Regions from separate parts of the Sminthopsis crassicaudata genome. Here region 1 is linked to region 2. A link is a contact called in public Hi-C data. All regions are on one chromosome and are shown on one strand. The core of a region is the stretch at or near the end of the contact, and the rest is flanking DNA. Distances in the headings are between cores, read along the strand shown. Region 1 holds the start of PRPF4 (pre-mRNA splicing tri-snRNP complex factor PRPF4). Region 2 holds the start of ALAD (aminolevulinate dehydratase).

What was found. Hi-C and Micro-C count contacts between places; a contact is called where the count stands out from the background.
Region 1: a contact with region 2 is called in a Hi-C map of hippocampus, with 2.9 times the contacts expected there. The contact joins the promoter of PRPF4 here to the promoter of ALAD in region 2. A contact is called at or near these places in 2 of 2 Hi-C or Micro-C datasets (fibroblasts and hippocampus).

The regions. Positions count from the first base shown.
Region 1 is chr2:497,530,249-497,535,743 of ASM4859323v1, reverse strand. PRPF4 (pre-mRNA splicing tri-snRNP complex factor PRPF4) reads left to right here and starts at 2,003. Exons shown (of 14, transcript XM_074293661.1): 1 at 2,003-2,144; 2 at 3,420-3,603. The coding sequence starts at 2,118. It overlaps CDC26 (cell division cycle 26), which reads right to left and starts at 1,998. Exons shown (of 3, transcript XM_074293668.1): 1 at 1,798-1,998; 2 at 238-417. The coding sequence starts at 318.
Region 2 is chr2:497,397,950-497,403,377 of ASM4859323v1, reverse strand. ALAD (aminolevulinate dehydratase) reads right to left here and starts at 2,196. Exons shown (of 12, transcript XM_074293654.1): 1 at 1,668-2,196. It overlaps POLE3 (DNA polymerase epsilon 3, accessory subunit), which reads right to left. Exons shown (of 4, transcript XM_074293657.1): 4 at 3,697-5,345. The coding sequence ends at 5,173.

The sequences.
Region 1 (5,495 bases), core at 754-3,253, 130 kb before region 2:
TCCTAGATAGAATATTTAGACTAAGATAGCAAATCCCCCTAAAAAATCCCCCAAGGGGCCGCTAGGTGGCGCAGTGGACACAGCACAGCCCTGAGGTCAGGAGGACCTGAGTTCAAATGCGATCTCACTTAACACTTCTAGCTGTTTGACCCTGGACGAGTCACTTAACCCCAACTGCCTCAGCAAAAACAAACAAACAAACAAAAATAAAACAATCCGCAAGCTGTAGCAGCTTACCTCTAGATCCTTTCGGATACTCTCAAATTCTTCAATGTCATCTAGCTTCAGCTCCAGGCGAGTAGGTTTTCGACGGAGCATTCTGGTAATAGTTCAACACCTATAAGCCAAATCCACTGAGCTGTCAAAATTTAGGCAGAAGGAAGAAGCTCCACCATATTCTGGTGGTGATAGATGTGTCTGCAAACAAACATAAAAGCCACACAATGATACCATAAATATACACAAACCTACAGGAAGCATCAGATATTAATGATTCTGATATAAAATCAAGAGTTCTTTAATAAAGCATTGTCAGGGAAATGTACAAAGTTGACAGACTTTCCTTAATTCATAATGAATTACCATTTATGGAATAGATAGTAACAATCGGTTTAATGCCCTTCAAGTGGGTTTTTATGGATTTGTGATCACCTTTAAAAGCATAATTAAGATTTCATTTCAAAATGATTGCAAAAGTGCTTGGCTTCCTAATCCTAATGAAAGTTCTCTGACGCATACACATAGGATAACTCGACGCAAACCACTTTTTAAGTAACAAAAAATCAATAAACAATTGTATAGATTCGTACTAAGATATCTTTAGAAGATCACATGATCACAAATCAACAATCCTAGGGTCTTGTTTAGCTTCATGATCTCAATTTTAATGTGCCTTTTTTTTTTGACTTTTCATATCCTTAAAAAGTTTTAATGATTTTTTATGATGTCATTTCTGCATTTTTTTCTCTCCTCTCCTAACGGATTCCTATCAGCAATGTTAACTTCCCCAATGATCAGGATCGATTTAACAACCTTTCTGGATATGATACAGCGCCTCCTTTTCTTGCAGTAAAGAATAGTGATTGACCCAGGATGGACCGAGGTTCCTCAACAAGTGTGCACGCCAGCGCATGATCTACTGTGTGGAATTCTGTGCAGACTGCACGCTCTCCATTCCCGCTTTAATCCAGAGTTCGTGGCCAGGGCTCGGAGAGAGGGACCGAGCGGCTGGCTCCGCACAAGTACAGTGGTTTCAAAAGGGACAGCAATTTCTCAGGGGCTCCCATTCCCCGCCATGGATATTTATTTTTGCCGTCTCCTTACTGAGAGGGGGAGAAGAGGAGGAACGCTGGGAAAGGAAATGATGGCCAACGTGGGGGGTGTGGGGAGAGACCCAACCTCCAAGCCGGGTCCGCTCCCCAACCCTAAGTTTCTCCATCTGTAAAACGCGAGAGCTGACCTATTCCTCTCACGTCAGTGGGGTCCGACGGGGGAAAGGAGAGGGACACGGTCGAGGTCGGGGTCAACGTTTCCATGGCAGCAGAGGGGCAGGAGCCGCCCGGAGCCCGCCCGCCTGCCGCGGCTGCTCCTCCCTCCCTATCCCGTCCCTTCCCCTTCCGGCCCCCTCGGACTCCTCTCCCCGGTGTTAGGTGCTTGGCTCGAAGCAGTCTTCACGCCCTACCACCCACCTCCCCTCGCTGGCTTGGTTTGGTTTGGCCCAGTCCCAGGGTTACACCGGTTTCTCAGAGCCTTACTCGCGCCAGCCGCTCTTCTCCGCTTTTCCCTCTCCCTACCAACCTACAGCAGGCCCGACGCAAGGACTACGCTTCCCGGGATGCCTCTCAATGCCTTCCTCATTAGTCGCTACCGATCGCCCCTCCCAGAATGCTCTGCGCCTCGTCCTACCAGCCGGAAAGGATACTCCCCGGCTGTGACTACAGTTCCCAGGCGTGCTGGGCGCCTTCCCCGGGGTGGGGGACTTCGCGTAGTTCCGGTTGTGCGCTATTTCCGGTGCGTTTCGAAGTTTCCGCTCCCCTGAGCGTGCTTTGAACGCTCCGGCGCTGGAGTCGGTGGCGGTGGTGGTTTATTCCTCCGGTGATTGAGATTCCCGCCACGACATGGCTTCTTCTCGAGCTGCAGCCACGGTGAGCTCCGGCTTCGCTGTGCGGGATGAGTGGGAGCTCTCTGCCCACATGTTTGGGAGTCAGAAGTGGCTTCTGCGGCTTCCACACCGCCCGCGCTCAGGGGGAGCAGAGGCAGGGGGATGCCGCCCGAGCTGGGAGCTCTCCGGGGGACTCGGGCCACTGCCGGGGGCGTGAAGGTGGCGGGAGCTCTGAAAGGGGGCGTGGATCATAAAGTCCAGCGGGCTGGCTGTGGGAGATTGGGCGTCTCTCCCCAGCTCTCCTTAACCGGGGGTGAGCCTCCGGGTAATTCCTCCTCCTCGTCCTCCAGTAAAGAGGATCAGGTACCGCCTGGGAGTCTTCCACCTCTAACCTTCCTGTCCCGTCTTTGCGGTTTAGTCCCGGCCTTGTCCATTACTGACTGTGTGGTCAGATCCTCGTATCTAGAAGGAAAGTGACGAGAGGCAGGCGCTCGCTCAGGGTGTGGGAAGGACTTTCCGGGAGGGTGATTTCTCCATCACTCAGACACGAGAAGAACTTGCGTGCTTGAGGCACGGACTAAAAGACCAGACTCTTCGGCTCTAAGGCGCTGTGTGTGGGAAGGTGATAACCATAACCTTCTGTGAAGAAAAGTGAGACTGTGCACGTATAAATACTTTCCATTTACAGAGTTCTATGTAATTAAAGATTATGCATGAAAGGTGGAAAACCAGCCCCTGATTTAGAATTTCATTTAGTTTAACCAGAGGTAAATTCTCTCAAAACGTTTTCCTTTGAAAACATTTATTATCTAAATGAATCTAAGGAGACATTGAATTTGATTGCAAGCTTCGGTTTTTTTCTTCCTTTTTTGGGGGAGGAGGGGGAGAGGGCAATTGGAGAGAAGTGATTTGCACTAGAAAGTGTGTGACTGAAGCCCAGTTTGAATCTATCCACTAAGATATCTAGCTGCCCCCAGCTTAATAGATAGCATAAATGATAGCTCAGTCTGGAGCTCCAAGAGAGATTGCAGCTGCCTTCAGAGGTTTTACAACTCCATAAAATAAACAAAGCTCAAACTATCTTATTGTTCGGAAATTCATGAAAGATGGAGTTTGTTAATTTCATCCAACACATTTCTTCTCCTAAGAATGCTCTTAAATGACAGAGGTCTGAGTGGAGAAAGAGAGCTCCATCTGCTACCTGCTATAGAGCAATAGAATAAAGAATAGGATTTGCTTCCAGAATTAATACAACAGGCAGCCCAGAAGGTTGCTCCAGCTCTTAACTTTAGGTTAACTCTACTGTTTGATTTTACAGGCAACCAAAACCCCTAGCAGGACTCCTGAAGACACTGCCTCCCCTGTGGTGAAGAAGCCTCATATCTACTATGGCAGTTTGGAAGAGAAAGAGAAGGAGCGTCTTGCCAGAGGGGAATCAGGGATGTTGGGGAAAGAAGGAATTAAAGCTGGAATTGAGGCTGGAAATATTAACATAACATCTGGTAAGACTAATTTTGAGCCAGTCTTTTGTTTTGACTATTCTGTCTGGCCTGAAGTAAGGATTTTGTAAGTTGGGAGTCTTCTTCCTTTACTTTGAACCTTGATAAAAATACATTTTTGCATTGTCAATAATACTCTTTCTTTAAACTTCTCTTTACAAAAGTGGTTTATAAATTGTGTCTCTTAAGGCTAAATTTTACTTGCCTCCCTCATCCCCATATTTCTAGAACTTAACTGATCCCATAGAACTTTATATTCTTTGGGATTAATATTCTAAATTAGTTTTATTAAGTGCTTACAGTGTACCAGACACTATCCTACACAGACGACAAATACATATGTATATGTTTTTGTATATACACACATAAACATAATATACATACTTATATATTTCATAAACTTGAATGAATACAAATATATTCAAAGTAGTTAAAGACAAAATTGTTGAATAGAATGTCTTGTTTATGTGCCTATCTTGAATGTTAGAGTTTTCTAAGTAGAGTCATTCTTCTTAGCTTGCATCTTTTCCAGATGCTCTTTTCTCTCCTAAATTTTTTTGGTAGGCGTATTCCTATGGATTATGAGTATTTTTCCTAGAAAGTTGTTTATAGTAAATTCATATAATCTTATTTTGCTTCATTTGAACAAGTTTAACATTGTTACAACAGTATTGTTTTGGACCAGCGTGGTTATATTTATTCCTTTTTTTTTTTTTTTCTTTTTCTTTTCCTAAGTTTTTAGTTTATCCTTTCTCTTTATACTGCATCTAAACAACCGAGACACCACAACTTAGCCAAGAATCCTTAGTATTGGATTTTTTAGTCCCGTTTTAGACATGATGCTATCTAATCTTGTTTTGTTTTTTGCTTGTTTAAATCCAGGAAGTCCCAGATTCTTAGTGTAGTTTTAAGTTATCAAATGTTAAAACTTTTAAAATGCATTTTAAAATAACTTTTAGAATAACCCTTTATTTTGTTCTTTGGTTAGTTTAGTTGTATCCAACTCTTTGTAACCCCATTGGGGTTTTCTAGGCAAAGATACTAAAGTGGTTTGCCATTTCTTTCTCATTATTTTGCTGTTGAGGAAACTAAGGCAGTCAGAGTTAAGTGACTTACTTGACACAGCTAGTAAGTGTCTGCAGCTGGGTTTGAACTTAGGTCTTCCTAACTCCAGACCTGCAGTCTATTTGCTTTGCTGCCTAGCTGCCCCAATCTGCATTTAGATCTCTATAGTTTGTTATAATTGATTTCCTTTGTTTTGTCATATATTTAATTTTATGCATTTAAAAACATTCTGAGAGGAAGTATATAAAAAGAGAACCAGACACTTCTGGGGCGGTACTACGATAGCAGAGAGGACACACATTTCTTTCTGACCTTCTCCTCTAACCCTTATAGAGGAAGCTTGGAAAACTTCCTTTGCCCTAAAAGCAGACCTTAACTTTTTTTTAAAAAAATGACTAAAAAAGTAAAGAGAACTCTGACCATAGACAACTTTCATAGTGAAAGAGAAGAACATATTTCAAACCTTGAGGAGACTAAAAGCAGATCGTCTCCAGATGAATCCGCAAAAGGTGATATAACCTGGTCTCCATCACACAAAGCTCTCCTAAAAGACCTTAAAAAGGATCTTAAAAGAGAGCTAGAAGAAAAATGGGGAAAGGAAATTAAAACTTTACTAGAGGGTTTGGAAAAGGCATATCTCATTAAAAGATAGATTTGATAAAATGGAAAAAGAAAACAACTCCCAGAAAAACAGAATTTGTGAACCAGAAAAAGAAAATAACTCCTTAAAAACATTCTGGTAAGGGGGGGGGGGGGTCTATAGGTTTTCCCAGATTGCCTAAGGGATTTAGAATATCCTGTCTTAGCTTATTTAAATAATTCCAAGGAGA
Region 2 (5,428 bases), core at 947-3,446:
AAGGCCTGGCTTCTTTACACTGTCAGATTCTAGGCAAGGTTATACACCGAGAAGGACTTGTTCCATATTTTAGGAGCTTTGGAAGATACTGAGGAAAGGCTCCCCAAACCTTTCAAAAGTAGGTTTACTTGTCAAATACTAGGCCATCTTATCATTTCACTAGTGATTCAGAGAAGGAGTTTGAGATCACAGCTTGCCACCAGCAGCAACAAAAAGACCCAGGCGCTACATATCAGGAGATGGGGATGGCTCAGCTTTGGAGAAATTATTATAGTCTTAAGATATTAAAGTTAGAAGGAGCCTACGCCTTCAGTTTTCAGAGGAACTTGATGCTGAGAGCAGGAAAAGTCACAGTTAGTAGTAATGCCAGAATTAGACTATTCCCTATCCAAACACTTTCTTCAATGACACATCTAACATCAGTAAATTTTATCTAATAAAAAAAAGACTGGGAGAAGAATTCTCCCTCGGTCAGCAACAAGTGGGCATCAAGAAAAAGAGTTGTTTCAACAAAGAATGGTAAAGTTACTGGATGCTAGGCTCAGCAGTCACTCCTGAAGGGGTGAGGGAAGAGGGAGTGATTGTTAATACCATCTCATTAAACTAGAACCTAGAGGGGCATGAAGAAGCAGACAATGGCACAGCCAGCCAGGCAGAAGCAGAAAACATTCCTCAAGCTTACAGGCTGGAAAACAGTCAGTCTCCTTGCCAAGGAGGGGGGGAGGGAGACACTGTCTGGCCTGAGAAATCAACTTAGTTGGTCAGAAAAAGGACATTGGACTTTCACTCCCCCAGCCGGGCATATCTGCCCTGAGAGCCTTCAAGGTGGAGTGGGCTTGATATTGGGAAGTTCTGGTCCTGGGAGTTGGGAGAAACGGTAAAAAGTTCTAGGGTCAATCCTGAAAGTGCTGCAGCTGCTTGGCGAGTTTGGGCCCGGCCCCCAAGGTATACTCAAGGGCAGGCCATGTGACCCCCGCCCTGGCTCCCGGCCTGACACTCGCTTTCCACATCCGCGGGGGGGGGGGGGGGGGGGGGGGAGGGGGAGGAAGGGTTCCACAGATGTGCAATTATTGTAGCAGTCACAGGAAAAGAGCTCGGCCTCAGAGACATGTAAGTCCCCGGGACGGAGCGATAGGCAAAGGAGGCCCCCCACCCAAGTCACAGGGCCAAGGGAAGGGCCAGGGGGGCTTGCGCCGGGGTACGCACCAACCCGGGGAGAAGTTTTGTCCCGGAGGCTGCAACAAGGGGAAGGAAGCATGGCTCTTTTGAGGCAGATAGCGGAAGCCAGCGAGTTTAGAAAAGAGTCTACAGAGCCAGGAGACCAGAGCTACTTCCCGACAACACGACCTTGGGCAAGTCAACTGTCCTCCTTTAGTCTATTTCCTAGGTAAAATCAGCTCCAACATCTGAACTGGGATGTCTCAGACATGCTTCCCGCTCCGCCACGCGGAGCGTTCCACGCGTTCCACGGAGAGAGGAGGCCTCAGAAGGGGAGGAGCTCGGGGCAGAAATTGTCCGGAGGGCCGAGGAGGGAGGAGACCCTCCAACCAGGATTGCCCTGACCTGGGGTAGGCTGTGCGCACGCTCCCTCGGGAGGACAGATCGCAGAGACGCTGGATCCCCCGGTCCCCCAGCTCCCCAGCCCCACAACCCAGGTCCCCGCTTACCAGGAGCTGCAGCAGAGATGCAGAGATCGAGGCTGCTCTCGGAGGTGGCCACCGCGGGTCTAAGTAAGCCCACGTGGGGGTGGGGCGGGCTCACCCGGAAGCAGCTTCTCTCGGTCAGGCTCCGCCCCCGTTTGCTGTCCCTGCCCTGGCTGGCTGGGCTCCGAGTCACGGTCCCTCCCCGCCAGCCCACGTTACTCAATTCAGCTTCGTAGAGTAACGAGAGAGAGGGCGGTCCAAGAAGGTGGGGACAGCCAGGAAGCAGGGCCCCCCAGCTGAGATGAAAGTCCCCCGTCAATCCGCCCAGGATATCCAGCTGAATGGCTGGTGGGAAGGGGAAGATTGTGGATTCCAGTGAGGAGCACAAACACCAAGCATTTACTGAGCTTCCAAGTGGGACCACGCTGGCAGACAAAAGATGACGAAGACATTCCTGGCCTGTTTACAACCCAAAGTGAACAGAAGACTCGAATGGTCAGGAGTGTGACCAATGCAGGGAGACTGCTTTCACACAGGAGGATCTGAAAGGACACTGGAAATTGACACACAAGTATGTTAAGGGTCAAGAACTCAACTAACTTGGGGCCACATTTATGGAGGACCTTGGGATGCTTGAGTGCAGTTGGGACTTAGAAATTTACATTTAAAACGGTTTTGAGAGATTTAAGACTAGAAGAAAGGAAAATTATCTGAGAGGCAAGTGCAGTAATTCAAGTGTGACAGGACAAAAACTCCAAGTGTCAGCCTTAGAAGTTAGCTAGTCCAAACTAAGTAAATCGAGCAAAACTTTTGCATCCAAGCTATCTGAAAAAATGCTTTAAGTCACTAATACAAATTAAAGCAGTTCTTTGGTTCCACTTTACACCCATCACATTGGCAAAGAAGAAAAATGGTAAGAGGGCTGTAGCAAAACAGCTACAGTAATGCACTATTAATGGATGTATGAATTGATACTTCCACTGTAAAAAGCAATTTGGAATTCTGACCCTAAAGGTTCTGAACTACATACCTACTCTTTGAATCAATAATAACCTCTGCTAGGTGTATACCCAAAGGGATCAGAGAAAAAGGACTCATACATATAAAAATATTTGGAGTAGCTCATTTGTTGTGGCAAAGAACTGAAAACTAAGGGGATGTTAATTAACTGGGGAATGACTGAACGAATTGTGGTATAGGAATTCAATTAATGTGCCTTAAAAATACTAAAGGTATGGATCCAAAGAAATTTGGGAATAGTACACTCTGTATATAACAATACTGCAAAATCAAAATTTTGAAAAACTTAAAAAGGAATGGATTCAAGATGTAGAATGACATTCACATATTTTAGATGTGAGAATTTGTTTTGATTGGCTATAAGAAGTTAGCATTTATATGCCACTTTACAACATAACACAAACTCAAAATCCATTCACTTTCCTATTTGATGGTCATCCAGGTTCTTGAATATTTTCAGAAAAATACTCAGTTTCTCACAAAGCAACCTTTTCTATCCTAGTTCCTAGAAAAAGTTTCCTTTGTATGATAAACTGGCAGTTGCTTTCCTGTAACATCCATTAATTGGATCCTACTTTTCTCCTCTGGAACTTAATAAAACAAAGGCTGTTCTCTTTCCCACAATAGCTCTTCTGGTATTTTTAAGACCAGCAATCCTATCTTTTCCTTCCCCTTAATTATTTCATGACTAGGCCAACAGTCCTCCTTCCCCCTGGCAACAAATATGTTCATTAGTGATATGATCCAGAAGGCAAAGAATGTATTTGTTAAAGAAGAATTAACAAGGCTGAATGATTAATGGACAGGGACTTTTGGAGCTAATTTTTAAGGTATGAAAATATTTAATCATGAAAGCAGTGTCATGAAGAAAAGAACTGATGAGCTATTATTTTTCTGGTACTTGAGGAACACCTGCTGGCTATCCAGGGCATTGCAAGTTTTTCTATGGTTCCCATATAGCAAAATACAGAAGACACAATGAAGATGTTAGTTCTTTCCAAATAGTCACAGATGTAGATGTAAAATATAACAATTTTTAAACAACATTTTTTATTTATACAAACCATCCCATTTCCCTCCCCCAAATATAGAATAAAATGAAATTCCTTCCTCATTTATTAACAAACTTGTCCTTATAATCCAATAATAAGGAAATGTTAGCAGACTACATTTTTCCACCTGTAAACTCCAATTGGAATGGGATCACTATTGTTATTTTATAGACCAAAATATTAAAACTAAAAGGTTTACAAGAACCTTTATTCCCAATTCTCAAGGTAGCACTTAACAGAAGGACTGAATGTGGTCTCTGAAGGAGTCCCCTTCTAGTTAAACACAGATATTTTTTCAAATTTTTTGGCCATGGAGACAAAGCTCTTCTGGCAGCTTCCAATCTTCAGAAATAACCACTTAACTTGGGAGTAAATAGAGTCTAACAAAAAATGAAAGCCCTATCAAAACCACTTTAGAAGGGTGGTTTATGATAATTACATTACTAAGCATTATTAGATTTTATTACGTATTCTATCAAGTTATCCTTAAAAGACAAGAGACAGAACTCTGGGATTGGAAGAAAATTTTACATTTGTTCAATTAAACTGGACTGAAGATCATAAGTTAGCAAAGCCAATATTAGACTGGAGAACGGTACTTGGAGGAAATGAATTTTAGAGCTTGTCATTTGTTAAGTAAAAAAGACAAGCACAAAAAGGATGAGACACCTGAAAAGGTCATATACTACATATATTAGAAAATTTATTTTCAAACTTATGTTCAGGTGGCAGGTGAAAAGGAAGAAAATTTAGAAGAGAAATGCCTACTTTACATTAGACATTTCACTAGACCCAATACTCCACTAATATAGTGAAGTACAAACCTCAAAACATACAAAGTGCTATATAGAGTGTGGTAAACCGGGACCGAGCTCCAAACTCATCGAGAGACTAGGAGAAGGAAGACTCAGGAAGAGAAGATAATCAGTTACAAACCAAAGAAAGCAGAACTTTGATGAAAGTTACTTTCCAAGGGATGACAATTTCATTCTTTACCCCGAACTTTTTGGATAGCTCCCCCAAATCCAGAGTGCCTCAGTTACTCTTTCCAAAGATATATTCAATCTCTCATAGGTTAGCTCATACTCAAGAGTTCAAACCCCTCCATTTTTTAGCTCCCTCTACAGTCCCTAAATTTTATGAACTTTGGGTCATAAAATAGGAAGTGGAATATATGACTCTTTTACACATTTTTCCTATAAAAATCTGATTAAGTGGCAGTTTATAACCTACCTTGTCAAAAGGTCAAAATTTATGGATTATGTAAGACAAAATTGGAAAGATCTCATTCATAAAAACTCTGGTTTGGGAGTTATTCAAGAAGTATTCTTAGGTTCTCATATATAAGCATTCTTAGCAGTGGAGGAAAAGGCCACAATTCTTTCAAACAGTACAATGGAGGCAAATGTTGAACATCCAGTTTCTTATCGTCTGATTCTGTGTTCTCTCCATGAAACTCAATTATCAACTTCTTCTTCATCATTCTGCTCCTCCTCTTCCATTCTTTCATCATAGTCTTCATTATCATCTTCCCTGCTTTTGTCTTGTTCCTCAGAATCTGTTCTTTTGTCTTTATCCTTCTTCTTTTGTTCTGACGCTTCCTTCTTACCTTTTTGTTCACGTCTATATGCTAGAAATAGAAGGTGGCTATAATAAGGCAAAGCTAAATGAACAGATGCAAATTATCTCACTCTAATAGCTTATTCCATTTCA